Regions from separate parts of the Mus musculus genome. Here all the other regions are linked to region 1. A link is a contact called in public Hi-C data. All regions are on one chromosome and are shown on one strand. The core of a region is the stretch at or near the end of the contact, and the rest is flanking DNA. Distances in the headings are between cores, read along the strand shown. Region 1 holds the start of Dnajc5b (DnaJ heat shock protein family (Hsp40) member C5 beta). Region 2 has its middle 32 kb from the start of Gm42188. Region 3 has its middle 55 kb from the start of Gm42188.

Evidence for each region. Hi-C and Micro-C count contacts between places; a contact is called where the count stands out from the background.
Region 2: a Hi-C map of the C2C12 cell line shows a contact between it and region 1, with 2.1 times the contacts expected there. The contact joins the enhancer-like site here to the promoter of Dnajc5b in region 1. A contact is called at or near these places in 1 of 39 promoter capture datasets (the C10 cell line), 3 of 15 datasets of contacts at CTCF or cohesin (CD8 T cells and the NIH/3T3 cell line), 10 of 484 Hi-C or Micro-C datasets (the C2C12 cell line, CD4 T cells, the Patski cell line and 7 more), 3 of 115 datasets of contacts at active chromatin or transcription factors (CD8 T cells, embryonic stem cells and fibro-adipogenic progenitors) and 3 of 9 other capture datasets (adipose tissue, macrophages and pancreatic islet).
Region 3: a contact with region 1 is called in a Hi-C map of the NIH/3T3 cell line, with 3 times the contacts expected there. The contact joins the enhancer-like site here to the promoter of Dnajc5b in region 1. A contact is called at or near these places in 2 of 15 datasets of contacts at CTCF or cohesin (CD8 T cells and pro-B cells), 8 of 484 Hi-C or Micro-C datasets (the NIH/3T3 cell line, the Patski cell line, Th2 cells and 4 more), 2 of 115 datasets of contacts at active chromatin or transcription factors (CD8 T cells and embryonic stem cells) and 2 of 9 other capture datasets (adipose tissue and pancreatic islet).

Annotation. Positions count from the first base shown.
Region 1 is chr3:19,506,912-19,510,004 of GRCm38.p6, reverse strand. Dnajc5b (DnaJ heat shock protein family (Hsp40) member C5 beta) reads right to left here and starts at 1,410. Exons shown (of 5, transcript NM_025489.3): 1 at 1,299-1,410.
Region 2 is chr3:19,404,880-19,407,972 of GRCm38.p6, reverse strand. No RefSeq gene overlaps it. Among named protein-coding and RNA genes, the nearest start is that of Gm42188, 32 kb to the right of the region's middle. Within about 2 kb of position 1,507, at least 99 of the 459 cell types and tissues checked have an H3K27ac peak or open chromatin away from gene starts, as enhancers often do. A contact at or near this core is called in the C2C12 cell line, cortical neurons and muscle stem cells, where this site is marked.
Region 3 is chr3:19,428,088-19,431,180 of GRCm38.p6, reverse strand. No RefSeq gene overlaps it. Among named protein-coding and RNA genes, the nearest start is that of Gm42188, 55 kb to the right of the region's middle. Within about 2 kb of position 1,585, at least 135 of the 459 cell types and tissues checked have an H3K27ac peak or open chromatin away from gene starts, as enhancers often do. A contact at or near this core is called in CD8 T cells, the NIH/3T3 cell line, Th2 cells and 5 more, where this site is marked.

The DNA of each region.
Region 1 (3,093 bases), core at 161-2,660:
CAACCTTCCAGATGAAAGTTGAATGTGTGCTATACAGTGAGCAGGCACTTCTGCTTTGCTCTGGGTCCCTCAGCAGAGGCAGGCGGATTTCTGAGTTCGAGGCCAGCCTGGTCTACAAAGTGAGTTCCAGGACAGCCAGGGCTACACAGAGAAACCCTGTCTCGAAAAAACAAAACAAAACAAACAAACAAACAAATGTCTCACATGCTATGGGTTACTGCTGCTTTCGTAGAGTGTCGGGGCCCTGGTCTTACTGCTGTGATACACATGCATGATTGTTGGAAGCTGAGTGAAAACTGTATCCCAGGTGGATTTGATCCCCTTTCTTGTCTACTGTGCCTGGTGTGTCCTGTAGGTTACTGATCCGAATCAGAGCCCCAGGCTGCTCCTTCCACAGTGTCCTAACACGGCTCTTGCAGACCATGATCAGAAAAGCCTGTTTGAGTAGTCCTAGCCTCTGACTGTGGAGTTGCTCTGTGTTAAGACCCAAGGGAGTCCAAACAGAGATGAGTCAGGGCCTGGCACCAATCCTAAGCTCCGCCTGCTGCTAAACAGAACGGCTATTTGCTGTCACTTGGAGTCTTTCTAGGCCTCCAGGAAGAAACAAATACTTTAGAAGCCAAAACCCCAAAGCAAAGTAAAGAAAACAGAACTGTTCACACGTCCAGCAACGATTCACTGCTGAGTCCCTAGACATGGGAGGAGTGGAGTAGGGGTAAAAGCAGATGAACTGTGCAACTTGACTTCTCAACCACAAGGCCTCTCTCTCTTCCACTGTCCCTAGGGGTGGCCTTTTGCCTCTGAAGTCTTGGAATTTCAAAACTAGACTTTGAAGTTAATCTCTATTGTTAACCCATAATACACCTTTCTCCTCCTTATATTAATTTTTGTTGTATTTTTAAAACCATCTCTATTAAAATTATTCTTTCACTTAAATATTTAAAATATTCACTCTTCTCTGTCATCCTGGGAGAAGTCACTAAAAACCAAAACTCCTGTGTAGAAGAATATCATAGAATGAGTGAGTCCCTTTAGAAAATAACCACGAACTGACCACTGGAGACACCAGTGCTTTTTGCACTTTCCCAGAAGTTGAGGAGGGGCCAGTGGTTATCTGAGAACTTTATAAATGCCTGTGTTTTGTGGCTTCATAGCCTCCTGGATATACCAGCTTTACTTCTGCTGGAAGCCCCTCTGGATTCCTACCATCCCTTAAAAAAAATAGGTACCCGTGTAAGTGTCTTCTTTTCCTTTAGACACTATTGAGTCCTGTGATTAGCTTAGCAAAAGTCATGTACCTTGTACCTGAACTGGAGGCATGGCTGGCTGATCCTTCTGGGTCCTTCCACGAGTGTTCTTCCCCTGCTCTGTCAATAACTGAGCCTCCGTTGCTTTTCCTTCTCAGATGCTAAGCTCTAGTCTATGCTGGGTATTGTGATGTCATAGACTAGAATTTTCCCTACCCCCACTACCCAGCTGAGATCTTCCCACCCACATCACTAACAGTCTCTCAATTTTCATTTACTTTAGCACTCAGGACCTTTTGAAATCTCCGGAAAGAAACATTGAAGACTGTGGTGGTTGGAATATGCTTGGACCAGGGAGTGGCACCATTAGGAGGTGTGGACTTGTTGAAGAAAGTGTGTCACTATGGGGGTAGGCTTTGAGAGAGCTTCCTACTAGTTGCCTGGGGATGCCAGTATTCTGTTTATCTTTTTTTAAAAAAATTTTTATTAGGTATTTTCCTCATTTACATTTCCAATGCTATCCCAAAAGTCCCCCATACCCTCCCCCCCCCACTCCTCTACCCACCCACACCCACTTTTTGGCCCTGGCATTCCCCTGTACTGGGGCATATAAAGTTTGCAAGTCCAATGGGCCTCTCTTTCCAATGTTGGCCTACTAGGCTATCTTTTGATACATATGCAGCTAGAGTCAAGAGCTCCGGGGTACTGGTTAGTTCATTATGTTGTTCCACCTATAGGGTTGCAGATCCCTTTAGCTCCTTGGGTACTTTCTCTAGCTCCTCCATGGGGGCTCTGTGATCCATCCAATAGCTGACTGTGAGCATCCACTTCTGTGTTTGCTAGGCCCCGGCATAGTCTCACAAGAGAGCTATATCAGGGTCCTTTCAGCAAAATCTTGCTAGTGTATGCAATGGTGTCAGCATTTGGAGGCTGATTATGGGGTGGATCCCTGGATATGGCAGTCTCTAGATGGTCCATCCTTTTGTCTCAACTCCAAACTTTGTCTCTGTAACTCCTTCCATGGGTGTTCTGTTCCCAATTCTAAGAAGGGGCAAAGTGTCCACACTTTGGTCTTTGTTCTTCTTGAGTTTCATGTGTTTTGGAAATTGTAACTTATATCTTGGGTATTCTAAGTTTCTGGGCTAATATCCACTTATCAGTGAGTACATATCATTTGAGTTCTTTTGTGATTGGGTTACCTCACTCAGGATGATGCCCTCCAGGTCCATCCATTTGCCTAGGAATTTCACAAATTCATTCTTTTTAATAGCTGAGTAGCACTCCATTGTGTAAATGTACCACATTTTTTGTATCCATTCCTCTGTTGAGGGGTCTGTTTACCTTTCTGAACAAGATGTAGAACTCTCAGCTCCTCCAGCACCATGCCTGCCTGGACACTGCCATGCTTCCTGCCATGATAATATTGGACTGAACCTCAGAACCTGTAAGCCAGCCCCAATTGAATGTTGTCCTTTATAAAAGACACCTTGATCATGGTATCTGTTCACAGCAGTAAAATCCTCACTAAGACAAAGACCATCCATCTCACCTGCTTTACACATAATAGCATTGATAGCCTGGATGGTGAAGTGTCTGAGCTAACTAGAGCCCAGAGGCCCTCTGTGTTGTGCTCTAACCCTTCTGGACACATTGCATTTATATCCTGATCTCCTGTCCAGAGTTCAACAACAGCAGGGGTTTCTGGCAGGAAGCTCAAGAGACTACCTGCATCTGCATGACACGAAGCCATCCAAATAAAGTGCATTGCAGTAATTGAGCATTCGCAGTAGAGACCACTCATTTTTCTAACAACCTATAGATGCCAGGAAGAGCTTGTCCTAACCTG
Region 2 (3,093 bases), core at 258-2,757, 100 kb after region 1:
AATCCATGGGTCCCCTCCCTGTCTCACCCTTAATAAGATCATCCAAGAAGTCTGAATTCATGAAGTACCCAAAACAACTATGATGCTGTAGTTACATGCTGACCTACTGAGTTCTAGGAGCAGGATGTAATGAGGCAGCACAGCACAGCACAGCCCTACTCCGTACCATCTAGATGTGACTCAGAGATGCCTTGCAGCTGCTCAGAGACCCAGCATGTACTGACCAGTAAGGATTAACTTTTAAGAGGACTGTCTGGCAAGTAACTCCAGGATTGACAGTCCAAGCACTCAGATTTAAAGTCACCCCTGGGAACTAAAAGGCCCAGTGACCCTTTTGTTGTATGTTCTGTAGTCTTCCAGGGACTGTCACTCTCTGTCACTGGGGTTTGGACTTGAGGCTACTTTTGAAAATGGCATGTAATAGTAAATCATAATCAAGTCAATTGAGAGGCTAGGACGTAGCTCAGAGATAGTTTGTGTGGCATGTTGGAGGATCTGGATTCTTCTCTAGCATCACAAAATCCATAATAAATATAACCAACTAAAAAAAAAATAACACTGGAGAGATGTATCCCTGAGTTAAATCCACTTGCTACTCTTCCAAGGGACCCAGGTTTGCGTCCCCTCACCCACATAGTGGCCCACAACTCTCTCTAACTACAGGTACAGGAGATCTAACTCCCTCTTTTGCCCTCTACAACCACCAGGCACACATATAGTACATACGGCAAGAGAGCCATACACATAAAATTAAAATAATATTACAGACAAAGCTAAGATCCATTGACCAACCAAGGAGTACCTAAATTAATTCAGGAAACTTGCATCCCAATAGAGATGGTTAAAGGAAAGGGCACACCAGTGGGTTCTCAGCCACTGGAAATCGACTTCACTATGGAATTAACAGAGCATTATCAAAGAGGGAGCTGCTGGGAACTGCCTCAAGAAACGTATCCCCTGACAATCTTACATCACAAAATCCACCCACTAACTACCTACCTCCCTATTGGCATCCCATGGAAAGCAGCTCCTCCGACACCTACCCCTGCCACACACACAGACACCTGTAAAAAATGGCACATTATTGCCACAGACACATGAAAAGAGGGATGCCTTCTGTGGACAAGGACTACGACAGGAATTCAGGTAAATGTTCAACCCTGTAGCTTCAGCACAGCCACGACGAACCAACTGCTATCAACAAAGCCCTACAGAAAAACGTGACTCTCCCTTCTCAGGAGAGCCTAAAAGCTGCTCACTAAAGCGCATGCCCAAGCTGCTAAGCAGGCAGGAATCCTGTGAGCAATGCTTTTTGGCTTTATTGTCAGATAACCAAAGCTGTTAGACAGAACACCCTCTGTCTGCCCTATTCCAACGGCATATTTCACTTTTTAGTTACAAAAACGTGGTTTTAAATAAGAATGTTATGCAAGGGATGGAGTAGTGGGGGCCTTAGTGGAAGACGGCTTCCACTAACCACAACACACCACGAGTTCTTGGAACCTGCTGCTCCCTTCATATTTGGCACTAAGTGGCTCATTGTCCTTGTCTAGACAAGTGCTACAGGCTGCGTAAATGGTGAATGACTGCACAAAGCCTCTATTCATCCAGAATGGGAACGTGTTAATGTGCTGCCTTTTCAAGCCCAAGGGGTTTGCCGAGAAAGAACAATTTACAGCTACTTTGGTTTTAAATTAATATTTACTTAATGTTGGAGATTTTAAACCTAGCATCCTCACATTTTATGTGCAATTAACAAACAATGCTCTTCTCCTTAAGGTTCTAATGAAGTATGAATGACTAGTTATTCTTTTACTAACATTTGGCTAATTCACACTAAACAGGTAAAATGCTTTACAATAATCAAATAATCATTCTTACTTACAAACAATTAGTTCCTCCACGTTATTAAGTCATTTATTCCAATCTTTTAAATAGATTTGCAAATTTCATGTATTTAACATTTTATTTTAGGATCGAAATGTTTTCATGGTATGGTATAAGGAAAATGACCTGGTAACTGACTAATTGGATATGTAGCAAGAGACAGACACAGTTATGAGTTGAATACATTCATAGATATTTATTTATAAACATATACATATGTAGAGAGAGCTCTTAAGCTATCTTAAAACTTTAAAACTAGGAACTCTAACATAATAATGTAGCAAAAATCACAAGATTAATGCATCCGATCCTCCTAGGAGTTACACTTTAACAAACAAATATGACAGCTATCTCCTCTATCTTACCCAGAGGAAGTACTGGTGGGCTGGTTGAATTTATTATATTTAAATTTAATTGGAAAATTCCATATTATTGAGGTACTGGTTTCCTGAACAAAAGTGGAGTTAAACATGCAGGCAAGTTGACTGGCCTGTGCTGCCTATGACTTGTGATCATGAGACAATCTGTATCAGTCAGATGTTCAATAGATGAAGGCCCTGGAGACACGTGCTTACAAAAGGAAGCAGCAAGCCAGAGAGAGTCTACATCTACATGTCACTGGTGGATTCAGTTTTATACTAGTTGCCCCTTGGTTTTGCTTTTTTCCCTGCAAGTTTGCCCCCTGACTCCTTCCTCCTCCCTCTGGTGAGCTGAACTAATCTTATGATTGCATGACTGAGTCTTCATTGTACTGAGACCTTTCTCAGAGCGTGCACTCATACCCTCTTAATATCATCCTCTGCTCACTAAGCCTCCTGCTCTTCCTCAGACGTCTGTAAGCACAGTGTAAAAGCTGTTCTGCTGGCAAATGCTACTTACATTACCTGCTTAGTACTCTCCGGAACCTCTCAATACTTGCAGACAGATTAGAGTTAAGAACTTAGAAACTGTGCTACTGATGACATGAGGACCTTGAGCTGTGTGACTTAAGGTATAATGTGAAAGCTAAAACAAATAAAGAATCCTAAGACAACAACAGACCTTGAATATCTAAACCAACGTTGTTCAGGTTTCCTGTCCAGGTCTCTAAACACAATTAAATCAGGAAAACATGAGATAAATAAATAAGTATACATGCAAATATACATATATATTAATACATTTCATTAAATTGAGGATCTATCACTTTGAGAAAAAATGGTTTGA
Region 3 (3,093 bases), core at 336-2,835, 79 kb after region 1:
TCCCAATACTCAAGGAGCTGAGGGCGATTCTGAATTTTGGGTCAATCTTTGTTATATATTAAGGTCCTGTACAAAGCAAATTATTTAAATGCTGTATAGAGTATAAAAACTACTTACCCTATATTTAACTATGTTAGGTATTATAAAGTCATCTGGAGATGATTAAATACACATGAGAGTGGTTTGACATACGTTATATGCAAACCCTCTGTCACAATTATATGAAGTACTTGAACATCTGCAGATTTTATCAGCTGGCCTTCCTGGAATTGACTATCAATGGATACCAAAGATAACTATAGTCATTATCCATACACACCTATTGAGGCTGAAATGTGGCTCATCTGGCTAGAGAAATAATTGTGAAATATACATTAAATCTTACATTTAACATGAAAGGGTAAAATGTAACTTATTATCTGTTGAATGATTTATTTACTTAGTCAGACTGAATAAACTATATTGTTAAAATTAATTTTGACTTTTTCTTTTGAAATGTAACTACTGAAGTGTTTTAATTTCATACATGATTTCTATTGGATTTCTGATTGATGGTACTAGCCTTGGAAGGAAAAAGAGAATATGCTAACACACACAACAGTTCTTCAAGCCTCCACCCAGTGGTAACAATGTCACTTCTGTTCACGTTTTCTTGTGCAAAACAAGTCCCATGATTATAGCAAACATTTTAGAGAGCGGAAGTATTACTGAACCATTACATACCCAGGACACCCAAAAGAAATGTCACAAAATATATAAAAACATATGACGAGGTATAACCACATCAACTGAGCATGCAAAGCAAGCACACCACAAGAAGTAGTTTTTGCATAAACACATCACATGTCCACAGAGGAGCTGTGGGAGTGTGGCTCAGAATACAGACAGGCAGCAACCCAGGACAGGAAGAGTAAAGAGTATACAAAGAGTCCTGTGGGTTTGTGCTGGACTAGGGGTCTGCTATCTCATAGGGAGCCAGAAGTTTGGATGCTCGAACCACACAAGCATAGAGGCTGTGAATCAGACCACTTTTCAAGCAATGGAACAGTGTCCTACTAGGGAAAGACACAGGCTGATAAAAAGCAAAAATAACAGAGATTGTAGAAAGGGGCTGGGAAAAGGGCCTCACGCTGCACTAGAAGGAAAGAGGCAGGGTCTATGAGCCGTAAGCAGAGATACACAAGATGCACAGCGCTGCACAGAAACCTCAGTCATGTGGGTGACCTACAACCCTGATGAAGACATTTCCTGTTCACTTCTCTCTGCAACAGGAGCTGCCTCCTGGATGACTTGTGGTCGGGGAGAGGCTATGAGTAAGAGTTTGCCAGGACCAGGAAGTATTCCCAGAGCTCTAAGAGAAAACTCCAACCACTTAAGGAAAAGCAAGTACCATCTTTGAGTCTCTTGCACCACACACCTGATGTCTGGAGCTGCATACTGACCTCACAACCCATTTTCAATAGAGCACTCTCTTGTCTAGAAGTCACTGTAGTTGACATAGAAACAGGTAGTTCTCTTGTCTCTGCCTTACATCAACAGTGCCACATGCCAAGGGGCAAGATTTAGCAAAGCAGACTTAAAGTGTGACTCATCACAAAGCCCATTAATCCCAAAACCTGGCCAGAAGGCTAGTCTTTCTGAGTGTTCACCCGATTGCTGTTTGTCGGTACTTGTTTGGGGGCAATGTTTGAAGTTTATTCCTTCAGTTTATCTTACAGATAGTTTCTTAACCTTATGTGGGGAAAACAAAGAAAGATCATCAGAAAGAAGATGTGTGGGAACCCAGCTTCCTTTGAGTTTTGGTTTTGAGCCAGAGCCTCAATATGTAGCTCTGGATCTCCTGGAATTCACTATGTAGACCAGGCTGGCCTCAAATGCAGAGAGATACAGCTAGGCCTGCCTCCCAAGCTCTGGAAGTAAAGGCATGCACCAGCACAGCAGGCTGGAGCCCAGCTTTCTAACAGGCATGAGACAGACCTGACTCATCAGCTGAGGGCCTCTAGGCTGCTATGTAAAAGAGAAGCAGGGGAGTGTATTTGTTTTTTTCACATGAGGCTTTAAAGAAGGACCAGGAAATAAGGTGAAGGCTGGAGGTGAAGAGCTGGAGAGAAGGGCCTCTGGCCATCTTTTCCCCTCCCAGACTCATTCAATTCTAAAACCATGGATCAGCTTCGTGGGCCAAAAACCTGAGTGTTACTTGCTTCCTCTGTATTTCACGTTTCACACAGACTCTAATAAGAAATCCATTGGAGCTGGAGAGATGGCTCAGCAGTTAAGAGCACTAACTGCTCTTCCAGAGGTCCTGAGTTCAAGTCCCAGCAACCACATGGTGGCTCACAATTATCTGTAATGGGATCTGATGCCCCCTTCTGGTGTGTCTGAAGAGTGACAGTGTACTCATACACATAAGTTAAATAAATAAATTTTTAAAAACTTAAAGAAAGAAAAGAAATCTATTGGAATCAGTCTCCAGGTGAGTGAGAAAACATTGCATTCTTGCCCAGGAGGGCTACACTCAGCCACACCCTGCAAATGGCTTCAGAAATCCACTCTCTGCACTCTTAGACATAACAAAGGCCTTAGGATTCCAAACTTCTGCTAAAGTTCTCTGACTGCAGTGGCTTCATTTGTTACATAGATTTACATCTAATTTTTCTTTCATTTCTGTGATACACCTTAGGGATTCTTCACATAAGAATCCTTTGGGGAATGTAACATTGTTTCTACCTTCATCACCTTCTTGGGTTTGTTGTTTTGTAATTTTGTTTAATCATTGCTCTTTTATGTTTTTCTTCCCATACCTGAGTCAGAGGCTTACATATATAAGGACAACTTATTTTCCAAGTGTCAATATCCATTTTATTGTTTAGTCTACCAGAATACCATCCAGTTGCCTAAGAAGTTTCTGAACTGTAGACTGGGAGTGTAGCTTCTGAATGAGCCATAACACAGGTCTAGAAATTCCCCGGGTGAATGGGGTTAACTTGTCAGACAGAAGTTGCCCCATTGCGTGAACAGAAATATTTTTCAGTTTGTGCATCACAGTCTAACTCAGATGCTGGCCACTCAGTCTCATAAACAAGAGACAGACCC